4 separate regions of the Mus musculus genome follow, and all the other regions are linked to region 1. Evidence: chromatin contacts called from public promoter capture Hi-C data. All regions are on one chromosome and are shown on one strand. The core of a region is the stretch at or near the end of the contact, and the rest is flanking DNA. Distances in the headings are between cores, read along the strand shown.

Region 1 (3,994 bases), core at 670-3,169:
CTGACCTAGCTTCAGCTGTCTGGTTGCCACAAGAGAAAGCAGACAGACAGCTCTTCCTGGTTCTTTAACCCTCTCAGCCTGTCTGCTCACCTCAAAAGGTACTGAAAGCAGCGGTCACCTACTTCACTGGGATTTATGAAGATTAATTCTATGCTATCTATAAACACCTTAACACTGCATCTACCTCTTAGTCACCCTACACAAGTGAGCCATTATCTGCTGAGGCTAAGATAGGGGCAATGATCTAGTCAAAGTTCACAGCGGTGGCTAACTGGAGAAGTAAATATGTAATCCCAGTACAGGTCCAAGCTCAGCTCCTCCAGGTTACAACCAGAAGGAACCACTCCCTGAACGTGATGCCAACTGACACTAAAGGGTTTGGGTCCCATAACCTTTGACCCCTCCCCTGAGATGGCACCTCAACTGTTTACAGTTTATTAATATCAACTCTTGTGTGTTAAGCTCCACCATAACTTCCCGCTGTCCCCACTTCGTGAGTAAGCAAAGGGGCTCGGGTTTCCTCAGGGCAGAGGGAACCAGTAAGCGAGTAACCAAAACAGTACCAAGACAAAAAGCGCTGAGAAAAAGATGTTCCCTTTGCTGGGTGCTCCCAGGCCATTCTTTTCCCCCTCTTTCCCGCCCCTTTGCTGAGAGCTCTCAAGCCATTCTTTCCCCCTCTTTCTCGGCCTCAGGCTTTCCACAGTTCCCCGGGGAATAGGATCACCCAACGTGCTTCAAGCAGGGCTATTCGATTCTGGACAAGGTTGTGCCTTTTTGCCCCTTGGACTTTTCCACTTGACGGCTCTCAGCACTCCCTGGGCTTCAAGCCCCAGGAGACTCAGGAACGACCCTAAGTGGAGGACAGGAGATGAGAAGGAATATCCACCTAGCTAGGACCCACTAGAAGCTCCAGGCTGGGCTGAGGCCGCAGACGACCCAAGGTCGCGCGCGGCCAGACCCTGCCCGGCTCTAGGGCGGAGTCCCCCTCCGTTCCCCCGGTTGAAGGCAAGGCCCTGAAGAGAGGCACTGACCGGGCTCGAGCGGCTGCCCCGCTGCCTCTGCCTCCGTCCTCATGACCCGGATGGCGCAGGGCGCCCATGGCCCCGGCCTGGAGCTGATTGCAGCGGCGACTTCTGCTGGGCAGCGAGCGCGGCCAGTGAGCGCAGAGTTCCTCCTCCTCCGCCTCCGCCGCCGCCGCCGCCACCGCGGTTCAGAGCCGGGTAGGCGGTGGCTAGGCCGCCTCAAGCCACGCCTAATCCCTTCCAGGTCTGGGCGCTGGAAACCCGCCCCTTCCATAAGCCACGCCTCTTCCCTTCCACCCCCACTTCTCCTTCCAGAACCCGCTACCCGTAGGTCCTTCCCTGAAACGCTCCGGGGGCCCCTCCCCCTCCCCGAGCCCCGCCCCTCCCCGAGCCCCGCCCCCAAAGCCCTTCCCCTAGCGACGTGGGCTCCCCACGCTCTCCCTCCGCTAGGTCTGTTCTTCTGCAGCCTCAGATGGAAGCTCTGGTTCTCCGCAGTGCCTTATCGAGACTCCAGGGAACACTTTCCCGACTCCTTTTAGGTCTTCTTACCCAGACAAGGAATAATGAGAGTTCCCAGGGCTCAGTGCGTCCCTTACCTGCCGGTGGCCGGATCCAAAGCTTAAATCTCTAGTCCAAGCCTCACTTCCTGTCTCCCCAGAGCACTGGGCTCAAGCCCAGATCCCGCCCAATCCGCCACTACAGTACTCAGGGTTACCATGTTCCCTTGTTGGGCTCCAGGATTGGTGTTTCCGGCGGTCCCCCGGGCCCTCTCCGGTGCCGGAACTATTGTGCTAGAGCCCTGGTTTCCCCAGCCGGCTAAGTGAGAGTGAAGGGCAAGTAGGCTTAAAGGAAAGGGAGGGGCCTGCGCAAGGCATTCTGGGAGCGCGTGGTATTCGTGAGAGTCGGGCCGGTCGTTCTCTCGCCTTCGCCTTCTAACGTTTGTGCCAGAACCGGAAAAAAAATAAAGCCTGCAGTTAATTGGTGAGGAGAGGCGGCTAACGGGAGAGAGGAGGCCAGGGCTTCCCCAGGGGGTTTAGGAGCTGGAAGGGCCGCTGCGGAGGAGCTCAGCGGGGCTTGCTTAGCGGAGGGCGGGAAGCCAGGGCCTATCCAAAGCTCATCTCCCGAACCCTTGAACAGTTATTAATTTACGCCTAGTCTGCACGTTCGGTGCCTTCTCAGGTCACCGATTTCCGAAGCTTACGGGCAGTCATTTCTTGCTAATTACCTCCTTTCCTTTTGGATCATCATTTACAACGTCCCTTTCATCCCTGCCTCCACTCCCATTCCTGCAGTGGCCCTCTTTTCCACGCTGCTGCAGAAGTTTAATCAAGTTGCCGTGCTATATGTTCGATCCACTTTGTAGATGCTACTCTTTTTTTTTTGAACCTTTGGCTATCATCCTGCAGTGTTTCCCTACCATTTTCAGCATGGAAACCCACACTCCTAAAGTTGAAAGCCGTGGTTCCTCACCGAGAGAGAGAGACTGTGTTTAGCATCCTTACAGTCTTCTCATGCAAATAAATGGTGTGCTCCGGTTTTGAGTCGTTTCCAATCTCAGCATTTTAAAAGCCCTGTGCATAGTCTTTGTCTTGTAGTGAGACTTAAAGTCGAGCGTTTACCCTATTTCTCTGCTTGATGAACATTTCCTATTTATAGCACCGTAGCCTTGACAGTTTTGGTCTGCTTTTTGGTGGGGATTCAAAACGCTGGATTGAAAAGCGCAAGCTCTTTTTCCTAGCTTCCTTGGGGCTCAGGTCTATATGTACTATTAGGTTCTGTAGCCTTTATCCAAATGTGGTGGCTGACTACTTGGGATATTTCTGGTGTGACTGAAAGACTGAGTTTGCTTTTATTTGCATTTTATTTAACTCCATGTAAACAGTGATTTGTTTACACTCCGGGTCTATATCATAGCCCTTTTAGTGACTATAAAGGGTCATATGGCTGGGATGAGAATGGGGGTAGTACTCTTTGTTCCCATTACTTTTCATTGTCCAGCTTACCATCCTTCCCTACCCTACGTGTTGCGCTAATTTGCTGTGGTGGTTCCTTGAGGCCAAGAGCCACACTCCTTCCACAGGAAACGCAGCTCTTGACATCATTTACAAAGCCCATGGCGTGCCAGTCCTTAAGCTCTGAAAGATGACCATCGTCTCTCTTTCCCTGTAGCCCGGGAAGAGTCCTGCCAAGATGTCTATTGGTGTGCCGATTAAAGTCTTGCACGAGGCTGAAGGCCACATAGTGACGTGTGAGACCAACACCGGGGAAGTATACCGAGGGAAGCTCATTGAAGCAGAGGACAACATGAACTGTCAGGTATCCTGCTTGGCACCAGGGCTGGGAAAGGGCTGTGGCTTCTATCCTGTGGGTAGAGCGGTGTACTTGGAGGTCTTAATGAAGTTATTCTCATCAAACAGTTATTAACTAAGTACTTATTACCTGTCAAGCACTCTTACAGGCTCTAAGATTTTATGTCAGTATAGACTTAGCCTTGAGGCAGAAAAGTCATTTGACAGCCTGTGGTTGTACGTGTGTATCCGAGCACTTGAGAGGCTGAGGTAGATTCTCGAGTTCAAGGCCAGTCTGGGCTTTATAGCAAGACCACACTGCTTTTGGTAGGGAGTCAGAATGCTGAATTGAAAGCACAATCTCTTTTCCTAGATTTCTCTGGGGTTAGGTCTATATTTACTGTCAGGTAGCCTTTAGCCAAATACAGTTGCTAAGTACTTGTCTATAAAACAACCAGTTAAGTTTCACTTTTCTGTCTCAGAGTCGGTCAGGTTCAGAGCCAGTGTCTGCTTCCCAGCACAGTGTATAATTTGCAGGATCTTCTACTCACGTATTGTGTGTGCTTACTTTTGTCTTGGAGAAAGTTTCATCTGATAAAACTGCCAAAGTTTTGGCATATGGTTTGGGGGTTTTCCCCATTAATTAAGAACTTGAGCTTTGGAATCAGAGAATTCCCTGATTCC
Region 2 (3,994 bases), core at 958-3,457, 4.3 Mb before region 1:
GTAAAATAAGCACTTGGGGAAGCACCTGCTTCAAGTTCAGGATGTCTGCATTTTAATTCAAATATTCTGTCATGTCTTTACTGTTAGTAAAACCCAAACAAACCACAAACATGTGCTGCTCACACAATAGCACTTCGCACTCCAATTACAGAAGTACCATTCAGATATAACACTGCTGTAAAAAATAATCCACCCATCTCCATTTCTCCCTCATTCTTAACTGAGGATACAGCTGCTTCATCAACCATGTGTTAGTGCCAAGTCTTCCATTTGAGAAGACAGGGGAATTCCTATAAGCATGTCTCTTCATCTCCTATCTACAAGGTAAGAATTTCAGTCTGATTTCCACTAGCATCCTTCGAGGTACTGGAAGTAAAAGAACTTTGGAAATCCTAAGGACTGACTTATTAATCAGCTACTACCTTTACACCGTATAATCAAATGAAGGCCCTACAACCCTTTCTTAGGCTTCCTGGAAAACTTTTCTAGTTGTAGATCTTTTTCCCACCTTCAGGAGCTTAGATAATTTCCAGTTAAGTTAATGATTTATACAGACCATTATTGTATTATATAGAACACTTCCCGATAAGTTATTTTATTGCACCTTAGACATTACAAACAAGCAACTGCCCAGGACAACTAGGCCTCAACTTTATCTCTTTTCTCTACAGTGCTCTTCACTCTACATGCTTTTGGTTTTTTGGTTTTTTTGGTTTTTTTTTTTAAGATTTACTCATTTTATGTATATGAGTACACAGTGGCCGTCTCCAGACACACCAGAAGAGGGCATAGGATCCCATTACAGATGGTTGTGAGCCACCATGTGGTTGCTGGGAACTGAACTCAGGACCTCTGGAAGAGTCAGTGCTCTTATCCACTGAGCCATCTCTCCTGCCCTCTACATCTTATTTTAAAACTATTTTTCTCATTTATATTTAAAGAACTTCTATTAGTTAAAAAAAAACTTATACAGACTACCAAAGAAAATGACTGTACTAGATGCTCTGGTAATGCAAATCAAAGATTGCAATTAAAAAAAAAATCATATCAGAGAAGATCATAAGCCCCAAACTCCTTACCTGGGTGTTTAGCTTTAAATTTGGGTAGCTGTTCTGTGGAAAATCGAAGGTATGAACTCATAGGTTTCTTTGGATAGCTACCCATGCTGGAAAAACACTTCGGAATACAGACAAGACTACACACAAGTAAAAAGAACGGAATGTCAGATACGTGTAACAGTCATACACAGATCTCAGATTCTAAGTACAAAGTCAGCCAAGGTGCTGTACATCCAACACCTCCACCTAAAATGCTAATAACTAGCCCAGCAGTTGTGGCACAGGCCTTTAATCCCAACATTCTAGTGGCAGAGCAGGTGGATCTCTGTTAAGTCAATGACAGCCTAGTCTACAAAAGGAGTTCTAGGACAGCCAGGGCTATGCAGAGAGACCCAATCTTTTAAATTAAAAAAAAAAAAAAAGTCAACCAATCAACCAAAAAAATATATAATCGTAATAACCTTTGAGTGCATTTCCCTTCCCTCTGCTGTGCTAAGAATTCAATTAAACGCAAGGGGCTTCAGCTGTATAAGCTCCATAACCGACTTACTTTAACAACCTACCCTAAGCAAAAAAATAAAAGAGGTTGCAGGGCTGAGGCTTGCAAACAGGGCAGGTTTGGGTGACCTAGCCAAACCAAAGAGGGGTGAAGCAAGTCCTAGCATCATGGGTGACCTAGCCAAACCAAAGAGGGGCCTGCAGGGCTAAAACAAGTCGTGGCATCCTGGGTGACCTCCTGGCAGCGTCCGGGCGAGCGTTCCGCGCCACAACTTCAGGGCCCGCCTCCAAGGCAGAAGGAGAGCGCCCTAGGCGCCGAAAGGTAGAAGGTGACAGGAAGTGGGGTCGGGTACCAAAAGGCGCGAGACCCCAGGCGGCCCGGAGGACGAGGGTGGGACGAGGGCAGACGGACGCCTGAACGAACGGCGTCCCTCGCCCGCGGCCTACCTGATAGACGAGGGGATGCGACCCCCGCAGCCCGCGCACATCTCGACCCCCGTGCGCCCCAGTGCTTTTAGCACGCTCCACATTCCCCGGAACAGCGCCATCGCTCGGGCCGACGAATGATGGCCCGGCGCCGTCCGGTTCGTCTCACGCAATACGGTGCCTATGGACTGCCACACTACCAGCGTGGGAACTCCGGGGGCTTGTTATCATGCCCGCCGCGCGCGGGGTACTGTGGGAAGCCCGGACTTCCGGTCCGCGGCAGGAGGCGGGGAGGACAGGAGGTGCTGTGCGTCCCCCACCGCTCAGTGGGCGGGGCCGGGCCGAGGAGGGGGCGGAGCCTGAGGCTAGGGAGGGTGGGCCTGGTCTAAGGTGGGTGTTGCTGAGCGGCGGCTTACCCCCAGGCCCCTGCCATGTGTTCTCCTGGGCTGCCTGCGTGCTGTTGCTGGACCATGGGCCTGGGCTGCCTACTGAGCTTCGTGACGCTGGTGCTGCGGCTTGTGTCACAGTGCCTGGCTACTGAAGTTAGAGATCCGTGGTACTGCTGATGCCCCAACAGCAAACTGCATGTTTCATGAGTCCGCAGGAAAGCCCACAAGGCTACTGGAGGGGTGGAAGAGAGGGAGGAGTGGTCTTGAAATGGATCGCCTTATTTATCTTCTCTTTAACAATTAATAGAAAGGAATGAGGGTTCCCAAGATGGCCCAGAGCCTGGCAAGCTGAGTTCTATCCCCAAGACCTACATGATTAAAAGAGAGAACCAACTCAAACAAGTTGCCCTCTGACTTTGACATACACACACACACAAACATGTACACAAAAGGAAATGTGTCACGAAAAAAAAATTAATAAACTGAACCCAGCTTGATGGTGCAGGCCTGTAATCCCAGCCCTTGGGAGGCGGAGGCAGGCATTCAAATTCATCCCCTGCTACATAGCAAGTTCAAAACTACATGAGACCCTGCCTCAAAACAAAAACCCAAACAACTAGCCCTCATAATAGCAACAAAGCAAGAATATTCTTCACTTGATCTTCTCCAAAAGGCTGAGAAGCGATAGCAAAAATATTCTTATATTAATACCTGAGCAGGGCATGCCAGAGCCCTGAATATTGTTTCCCACTTTGCAGATCACGTGGACTAGATGAGCTTAGCCAGCCAAACCACTGAAATTGTGGGACCAGGATGGACTTGAGGTAGTGTACAGTTTGTGTCCTACAAAAAACTCAATTTTTGTTTGTTTGGTTGGTTTTTTTTTTTTTTTTAATTCAATGGCATGGAAAAGATTAGGAAGATCTAAAAATGGTCAAGGGCTTCAATCTGTTAAAATATGTTGCTTAAGGTCTGGGAATGTGGCTTAACTGGTAGGGATGCCTGCCAGGATGCACAGAAAGCCGTTGGCTTAGATCCCCCCCATAAGCCAGGATCCTCACATAGAGCAGGCATGGTGTCTTAAGCCTCTAGTTCCAGAACTTGGGAAGCTGAGGCAGGACCACAAGTGCAGGGTTATCCTTGCCTACAAAGTAAATTCCAGGTCAGTCAGGCTAGAGACTTTGTTTCAAAGGTAAAATAAATAAATAACATTTAAAAATAACTATGTCATCCATCAGGCTCAGAGGTGAATGCTTTCACTCCAATCACTCTGGAGGTAAGAAGTGGGTAGAGATCTGTGATTGAGAGTTTGCTCTATATACAAGTTCCAGGTCGGCCAGAGTTAGCATGGTGAGAATATACCTAACAACAACAGCCTCTTCTGCTGCCTACCTGTACTTTTTTTTTTTTCTGAAAAGAAAGCAAAATCTTACTAGTGTAACACTGAGCTGAGAGTCTACTTCCTTTCTGCAGCTTTAAAACATTGTCTCCTTCAAGAGACAGAGGACCACACCCACTCCTCTAAACCCACTCCTTCTAAGCCCAGTTTACCATCACTTCCGGTTTCATTTCATTCTCTCTTGAGGGTAAAGGGGACTTCCAGCTCGTCCTTTCAAACCTCCT
Region 3 (3,994 bases), core at 650-3,149, 4.2 Mb before region 1:
TTTCGATCTCCAGAGATCTCCATACAGCTCTGCTCTCCTTAGAGGAAATTCTATTTTTTTTTTTTCTTTTGGTTTTTTGAGACAGGGTTTCTCTGTATAGCCCTGGCTGTCCTGGCACTCACTTTGTAGACCAGGCTGGCCTCGAACTCAGAAATCCGCCTGCCTCTGCCTCCCAAGTGCTGGGATTAAAGGCGTGCGCCACCACGCCCCGCTTAGAGGAAATTCTAAAGAACTGTTATTGCTGTCTGCTAGCTCAAAAGTCCTGGTTTGTTTTTTTTTTTTTTTTCATTTTTCTTTTTAAATTTACACCTCAATTCAATTATTTATTCCAGGTTCTCTTTTGATTATCCTATGAATCAGCATCCCCTGACCCCACCCCTTTGATTCTTAGGAAAACAGCAAGCACATGTTTTCTTTTAACATTGCAAAAGAATTCCGAGATCTGCCTGCTGTGTTACACACGGTTGCTAAGCTAGCTGGGTGGGATCAGCTAGCTGGGTGGATCTCCTGAAAAGACCATTTCTACCTGAGCTTGGATTTGCTGTGCCCCAGGCTGAACTTGAACTCAGGAATCTGCCTGTCTTTGTATCTTTCTGACAAGCTGGCTCATTAGTGCAGTTGTCTTTGCTCCTTTAGAGTCCTGAAGCCCCTCATAATTCATATTGCATCCTGAAGGTCCTGGGTTTACCATTTTGCTGAAACATTAGCCACACCTTTGCCTCCTGTAATACTCATGCTGTCTTAGATTATCATGGAGTCATTATCCTTAAGAGAGAGGACATTCCCTGAAGGGATGTGAAAACATGTACATTATTTATTACACAAACAAGCCTTATGCCCACAGAAGACACTGGACACTTTCCACGAAGGGCTCAGCAACATCTGGAGGCTCACACCAGGGCCCTGTACCAGCAGCAGGAACTGTGTTACTCTGTTTCCACCAGAGTTTGGCACTTAAGAGATTCAGCCTTGGGGCTGAAGAGATGGCTCAGCAGTTAGGAGCACACTGCCTGCTCTTCCGGAGGTCATGAGTTTAATTCCCAGCAACCACATAATGCTCACAGCTATCTGTAAAGGGATCCGATGCCCTCTTCTGGTGTCTGAAGACAGTGGCAGTGTACTGAGTACTCACAGACAATAAATAAATAAATAAATCTTTAAAAAAAGCATTATTAAAAAATTTTTTTAAAGGAGATTAAAAGCAATATATCTTTTGCATAGGACCTAAGTTTGATTCCCTGCGTCCTCATCGGTGTGCCCATAATGCCCGTTACTCCAGTTCCAAGAAACCCCACTCGTTTGGCTTCCCTGAGCACAATTAACAAGCTTAAGAAAAAAAAAAATGAATTAAGATGACTGTCAATGTCTAACACATAAACTTGTCATGAGTACTCTGAGGTAGTGGTCGGGCAGGGTGCCAACTGGAAGGTGTGAGAAGAGACATCTTCAGTCAGGATGCTTCTGTCTCTTTGATCTGAAAGGGCAGGGCGTTGTGGGAGGTCTGCCCCTAACCAGTCACCTCTCTGGGTTGCTCTGCTGCGGGTCTCCTAGGTCTAATGAGTTTTTCACATAGGGACTCCGGACGCCAGTTCGCTCCCTGAAGTGCTTGCTGGTAATGATGCAAGCAGGGGCATTTGAGACAAGTCCCATCCTGCGGCCTCTGAGCATGCTCAGTGCAGGTCGGCAGCGGGCTGGGACTCTAGACCCGCTCAGTTTGGCGCTGGTCTACCTTCTGGACGTGTTCCGTGGAAGGGGTGAGCAGGTCTGGTCCGGTAGCTTCTGCGCATGATCAGTGTGGAGCTGGCCCCGATCCAGTAGGGTAGCCTCTGGGCATGCTCGGCACCGCTGGGCGGGATCCTGGCGAGTAGCTGTTGCGCATGCTCAGAGTGGAGCTCGCCCGGCCGGAGCGCACAGGGGGCGGGCAGAGGCGGGGCCGCGGCGCCCTTATCCCGGGCGCGGGCGGCCGGGGTTCAGAGTGCGGGCCGCGGAGCGGGCAGCGCGGTCTCGGCATGGGTCCGCGCGCTGGGCCTGCGCGGGCGATGCCGCCCCGGTCCTCCCTGACGCCTGACGCCGAGTGTCGCCGCCCCGATGGCCGCCGAGCCCCCAGCGCTGCGCCTGCGGCCGCCGGGAAGCACCGGAGACAGCCCGCCGGTGCCGCGCCTGCTCGGAGGCTGCGTGCCGCTGTCGCATCAGGTGGCTGGCCACATGTACGGCAAGGACAAAGTGGGTGAGTGCGGCCTCGGGTCCCCTACCCCAGTCCTCTCTGTGCTCTGTCCCGGCAGTCCCCGGCCTCCGCCGTGCCTTGCTCTGGCAGTCCCCGGCCTCCGCTGTCCCCAGCCTCGGTGGTGTTGTGGGTTTAGCCGTCGCCACCCCTACAGTCACTGGTCCCCACTCTCCCCACCCCGGCATTCTCAGGCCTCCGGGTCACTGTCTTAGCTGTCCCCAGCTCTTCTGTCCCCACCCTGGCGTTCCCTGGCCTCCCATCCCGGTCACAGCTGTCTACGACTCTTCTGGTCCCCACACGGCAGTCCCCGGCCCCAGGCGTCCCGCAGCCTAGAGTCACCGGCTCCCGTTGTCCCGAGTGTCCCCTGTCCCCGGGGGTAGGAAGCCGGGCGCCCCCAGGAGCAGCCACAGGCTCCTAGTGGCGCGGAGAGGCGTGCCCCTTCGCTCCAGGGAAGGCGAGTGATGATTGGAGAAGGCGTTAGTAAAAATAAGGAACTTGGTTTTCTTTTCTGGACCGGGAAGTAAATTCTCTCTGGAGCTCAAGCTCTGTTTATTACCAGGAATAGTAATTGTTAGAGGGACCCAGATGCTTGATGCTAACCCGTCGCAGGAGGGGAATCAAAAGCAAACTGCTATATGTTTTTAAACTTGCCTTGGCTCATCCAGGATCACTCCCTGTCCCTTGAGAAGGATTCTCCAGTGTCTTTGATTGCGCTGGGAGGCGTGGTTCGGCGGTGCAGATCCTTGCCTCCTGGGTAGGCTTCACACTGGCTGTTCCCGAGAACAGTACACATATAAAATATGCATTCTTTCCTTATTCATCTTTATAGACTGTTCCCTGGCATTTGTTATGTGCTTTGTGAATTCAAGATTTGTAGAAACAGCGCAGGGTCCACTCCAGGGCAGAGACTGTAATTCAGTCCGATACTCACAGCGTTTGGGCACGGTAGTCATATGAAGTGTAGGGTGAACTTGGGACTCTTGTGGATATCTGACCCGGAACAACCGTTAGAGACGGTATGTGGGTATGTGTTTTGCTGATAAAGCGTTTCAGGTTTAGGCTGGTAAGGCAATAAATTTCTTTCTTTTCTCTCTTCAGTGGTATAGAGGATTGAGTCTAAGACTTTAGGTAAGAGCATTACCACTGACCTACATTCCCGAGGACTTCCTCTTTTTCTTTAAAGACAGGGCTCCCTAAGTACCACTTGGAACTCACTATAGCCTAGGCAGGCCTTGAACTTTGGATATAAAGCTGAGGGTATAGGCATGAACCTGCATTTTAAGACAAGCCTGGTTAAGCATCACACTGACACACTGTCCCAGAACCAAACCAACACCCACCCTTTACTGTGCTTGTGGGAAGCACACAGCCTGGAGCTCAGCTGCCATCAGGAAATGTTGAAAGACTACATCAGAGTTAGGAAACTGCACACTTGAGGTTCTTGGCTAAGATATTTCCTTCTGTGCATCATATCTGGAGTCTGCTTGACCCGAAACAATGGGATTCCTAAAGGCCTAAGAAAGTGATTAATTCCCTGGAGGTCCTGGAGACTATGTAAAAAACAGACCCAAATCAAGATCATCTGTGATTGGCACCTGGGACTAGCTTACAATGCTAGCGCCCTGTTTAGAGCCAACTGGTGAATAATTCCAGAGTGCCCTGATTGTGACTTTAAACCATGTCCCAAACAAACAGCCTGGAAAGAGCTAATTTCTCACCCGAACTGCTTCGTTGAAAAAAACGATTGAGATTTCAGAGAAAGTAGTCCCT
Region 4 (3,994 bases), core at 926-3,425, 4.2 Mb after region 1:
ACCTTTAATCCCAGCACTCAGGAGGCAGAGGCAGGCGGATTTCTGAGTTTGAGGCCAGCCTGGTCTACAAAGGTGAGTTCCAGGACAGCCAGGGCTACACAGAGAAACCCTGTATCCAAAAACCAAAAAAAAAAAAAAAAAAGAAAAAGAAATGGGGCCTGGGGCAGAAAGATCACACACACATTCTACACTTATCTAGATTTCAAACTGAGTTCAAGGCCAGCCTTAAGAGACCCTCTCAGAAGTAAACAAGCCCAGTTATGGTGGCATATGCCTTTAATCTCAGCACATATGAGCAGAGGCAGACAGGACTATGAATTTAACTATACACCCTGGACTATACAGCAAGTTCCAGAGCATCCAAGTGTACATGATAAAACCTGTCTCAACTGGAAGCACATTTCTCAGCATCTTCTATCTCCTGGAAGGTCTCAGTTTTCCAGAATGTCATAGTTTTCAGAGTCTTATGGGAAGAAATGGTCCCACAATCCCTGCCCAGACCTCCTAGCCCTGTTCCTAGGATGTGCCCACGACTAAGGCTTATCATGAACCATTCCCTGCAGCTTGGGGTGGGAGCAGCCAGAATGTTCTGACTGGATGTCCCCTTGCTGTGAGGAGACCTGGATTATCCTCATCAGATGACCAAGGTCTGTGACTGGGGACTTGGATCATGACATCCATGTCCTAACATGTCAAGGTAGATGACCCCAGTCACCAGAAGCCAGGCCAACACCCTTCCCAGATGCTCAATACCCAGCATTCACGATATCTTTGAAGCCCAGGTGCAGGCTCGCCTGGGAGTAGGGAGAAGTATGTTCCACCTGAAGGGAGGGGCACCCTGTCCGTTTATACATCAAGGGCTTCCTAAGTGCAGGCTGTGGGAGTGGTCATCTCAGACACACAGGAAAACCTGAGCTACTTGCTATGTGCTGACAACTAGGTGACAGTGTAAGATGGGCAGTGTGACATGCACAACAGGGGCAGATACTTCTGGAAGTCCTTGGAAAAGAGCGTGACCAGAAAGACTTCTAGCCCAAGAGTCTAGGGCTCCCAGGGGGAGGACAGCCAAGGTAGTGCCACACATGAAGTGGCATTGGACCCTGGGCTCTTCCCTGGTCATATCAACCAGCCCCACCTTTGACACCGTTTCCCTGTCCCCAAACAGGTCTACCTGCTATCCCCGACATGACAGGATGTCGGAGCACCTGTGGTGGGAGCTGCCCTTTCCCAGCCCCAAGTGTTGATGCAGCTGTAGTCCTCCAGAACGCCCACAGTCAGGGTGAGTGGCCAGTACAGCCTAGGGACAGAACCACCCACCCCTAAAGGTCACGGGTACACCACACACACACCCTGCTGCAAAGCTTAAATATGCTGCCACCACCAATACTAATGACCAAATGTCCAAGAAAGGAGTTATGGGTGTCTGTGCTGAACAACCTCAAGGTCTTTGCGTGTCTGTTCCGGATCCTGTAAACTTTTGGGTTATGCCTCACCACTGCTTTCTGGTCGATTTAAGCAAGACTAGGGTGTGGTCAAAGGTCAGTCTGAAGGGGTTCAGACTCCACCTCCTGGAAGCCACGTCTGCAAACCCCAAGTCGTTGATTCCCTGCGCTTCTACCTGAGCCCATAGAGACCAAATGGGGCCATCTAACGCTTCATGCTGGGAAACAGGGGCGGATCCTGCTCCGCTCCCGCACAAGCCACGCCCAATTCCCCACCCACAACCACGCCCCCTGAACGTCACAAAAAAAGGCCCCCAAAGCCGCAGCTGCCACTCCGCAGCGCGCAGCCCGGCCCTGCCGGCCACCCCGCACACAGGCATCCGCGGAGCTCTTCCGGCCGGAGGCGACGGCGGCCTCCGGAGCTTCGGAAACGCAAGGCGCCTGCGCGGCAGGGCGGGGGACGACGACTACACTTCCCGGTGTGCCCCGCGGGCGGGCGCGCAGACACATTCCGGACCCGGTGGAGGCGTCGCACAGGCGCATTCTAGACCCGGCAGTGGCGCGCAGGTGCATTTCCGGCCCGGCAGCAGCGGCGCGCAGCCGCACTCTAGGCCCGGGTGTGGCACGCAAGCGCTTTCGGGGCCCGAAGGAGGCACGCAGGCGCATTCGGGGTCGGGAGCCGGTGCGCAGGCGCATTCGAGGCCCGGCGGCTGCGGCGCGCAGGCGCGTTAGGCGCGGGCCGGGCCGGGCCGAAGCGAGCGCCGGGCGGGCAGCGGCGCCAGAGCGAGTGGAGCCTTCGGGGTCCCCGGGTGGCGGCGGCGGCGGCGGTGCAGAGGAGGAAGGCGGCGGCTCTCCCCCTGCCGGCGCGCGACCCGGTCCGTCTCGCGAGCTCGCGCCGGTCCCGCGGCCCGGCCCGGCCCCGGGCCCCTCCGTCGCCGCCGCCGCCACCGCCATGGCCCGGCCGCTGGTGCCAAGCTCGCAGAAGGCGCTGCTGCTGGAACTGAAGGGGCTGCAGGAGGAGCCGGTGGAGGGCTTCCGGGTGACGCTGGTGGACGAGGGTGACCTGTACAACTGGGAGGTGGCCATCTTCGGGCCCCCCAACACCTACTATGAGGGCGGCTACTTCAAGGTGAGCAGAGCCTCAGTTTCCTCTTTGTGCCTGCCTCTCTCCCAGGCTCCTCGTGCAAAGCGGCTCCTCCCTTTTTTGTTGGGCACGTGCTGACCTTACCCCGGGGACTGGTCTCCCTAAGCTGTCCTCCAACAGGCTACAGGATCAGGGACTGCTAATGTATGCCGCATGCCCAGGCAACTCCCCACCACGAGACGCAGGGGCCTCTAGAGCCTGCTGCTGGTCAGCGTGTTCCCAGGTTGTCCTACACTGGACTAAACTTGTACCTGGGAAAGGATCTTTCCCTGTTGTCCCCACCCTTCCATAATGCTTCTGGTAAAGGGTCTCTCCGGGGACAGTTGTTTTCCTTCTTGTCCCGTCCCCCTCTCAACCCCCCCCCTCCGGTTAGTTCCCCCTACCCCAAGACACAGAAGCCTCTGGAGCCCCCTGCTGGCAAGCATTTTCCCAGGTTGTTCCTCACCCTACCAGCATGTGGTAAAACCTGGAAAGGTTCTTAGGTTGTCCCAAGACATAAAGGACCACGGGCAGCTGCTAGCTGGTATCCCAAGGCCCTGCCCCCTACGCTGGAACACAGAACCAGGGCAGCCGCTGGCCGATGTGTCCCCAGAGAAGGGACGTGTAGCCTGGACAGCCACCTGCTCCAGTTCCAGTAGAGGCCCTGATAGGGCCTTGGCAGCCTTGCCTGCTTGGACAACAGCCACCTTTAGCCCTAGCCAGGCTTTATGTAATGCATTCCAAGGGGGCAGTGGGGGGTCCACCCTGAATCTTGGAGCCACACCCTGGGTTCCTTCTTTGGGCCCTGGACCCTAGAGCTCTGTGTTTGCCCCACCCTGACAGCCTTTCTCAGGTTCCACTGAACAGGTGGCTTCTTAGGGGCCTGATTTTTCCTTCTAGATAGTGTCGTCTGCCCTCTGGTGGCTTCACGCTCAATGCACCAGATGTTCTTGTGGTTGGGAGCAGGGAACACTGGGAAGCCTCCAACACTGGAAATGTGTGGCCAGCTATAGGTACCCCCATCAGCACAGTTAGATCATCCTGCTTACTGGGGGCTAGAATAACTAGCAGAATCACAGAATCTCATGCTAGGGCCAAAAGGGACAAGATGAGGACCGGGTGGATGCACAAATCCCAGCCAATCTAGGGTCCCTAGTGTAGGGCCATGGTAGATATTTGTTTGTGTGTCTTCTTCCTTGCCTCCCACCTGGATGTGGTCTGAATTAAGAAATATCTGGATGCTCTTAGCACCTTGTCTCCTGTATTTGCTGGGAGGGGCAGTGGGAACTGCCAGGAGGACAAGTTCTGTTCAGAGCAGGGTCACCTGACCTGTTCCTCATCTGTAAAGGGATTGTGGGTAGAGTCTCCTAGACTCACATAATTCTTGAGATAGCTTAGGATGCTCGGCAAGATGTCAATCAAGTCTGTC

The links. Promoter capture Hi-C pulls out the DNA fragments that hold promoters and counts their contacts.
Region 2: a contact with region 1 is called in a promoter capture Hi-C map of cranial neural crest. The contact joins the promoter of Tfam here to the promoter of Snrpd3 in region 1. A contact is called at or near these places in 2 of 39 promoter capture datasets (cranial neural crest and embryonic stem cells).
Region 3: a contact with region 1 is called in a promoter capture Hi-C map of embryonic stem cells. The contact joins the promoter of Ipmk here to the promoter of Snrpd3 in region 1. A contact is called at or near these places in 3 of 39 promoter capture datasets (cranial neural crest, embryonic stem cells and pre-B cells) and 1 of 484 Hi-C or Micro-C datasets (the G1E-ER4 cell line).
Region 4: a promoter capture Hi-C map of liver shows a contact between it and region 1, with 5 times the contacts expected there. The contact joins the promoter of Cdc34 here to the promoter of Snrpd3 in region 1. A contact is called at or near these places in 2 of 39 promoter capture datasets (liver and pre-B cells).

The regions. Positions count from the first base shown.
Region 1 is chr10:75,516,123-75,520,116 of GRCm38.p6, forward strand. It overlaps Snrpd3 (small nuclear ribonucleoprotein D3), which reads left to right and starts at 1,920. Exons shown (of 4, transcript NM_026095.4): 1 at 1,920-2,003; 2 at 3,192-3,338. The coding sequence starts at 3,213. It overlaps Gucd1 (guanylyl cyclase domain containing 1), which reads right to left and starts at 1,259. Exons shown (of 6, transcript NM_175133.2): 1 at 1,032-1,259. The coding sequence starts at 1,074.
Region 2 is chr10:71,235,837-71,239,830 of GRCm38.p6, forward strand. It overlaps Tfam (transcription factor A, mitochondrial), which reads right to left and starts at 2,208. Exons shown (of 7, transcript NM_009360.4): 1 at 2,004-2,208; 2 at 1,080-1,195. The coding sequence starts at 2,104.
Region 3 is chr10:71,345,864-71,349,857 of GRCm38.p6, forward strand. Ipmk (inositol polyphosphate multikinase) reads left to right here and starts at 1,900. Exons shown (of 6, transcript NM_027184.2): 1 at 1,900-2,227. The coding sequence starts at 2,089.
Region 4 is chr10:79,680,020-79,684,013 of GRCm38.p6, forward strand. It overlaps Cdc34 (cell division cycle 34), which reads left to right and starts at 2,176. Exons shown (of 5, transcript NM_177613.2): 1 at 2,176-2,571. The coding sequence starts at 2,395.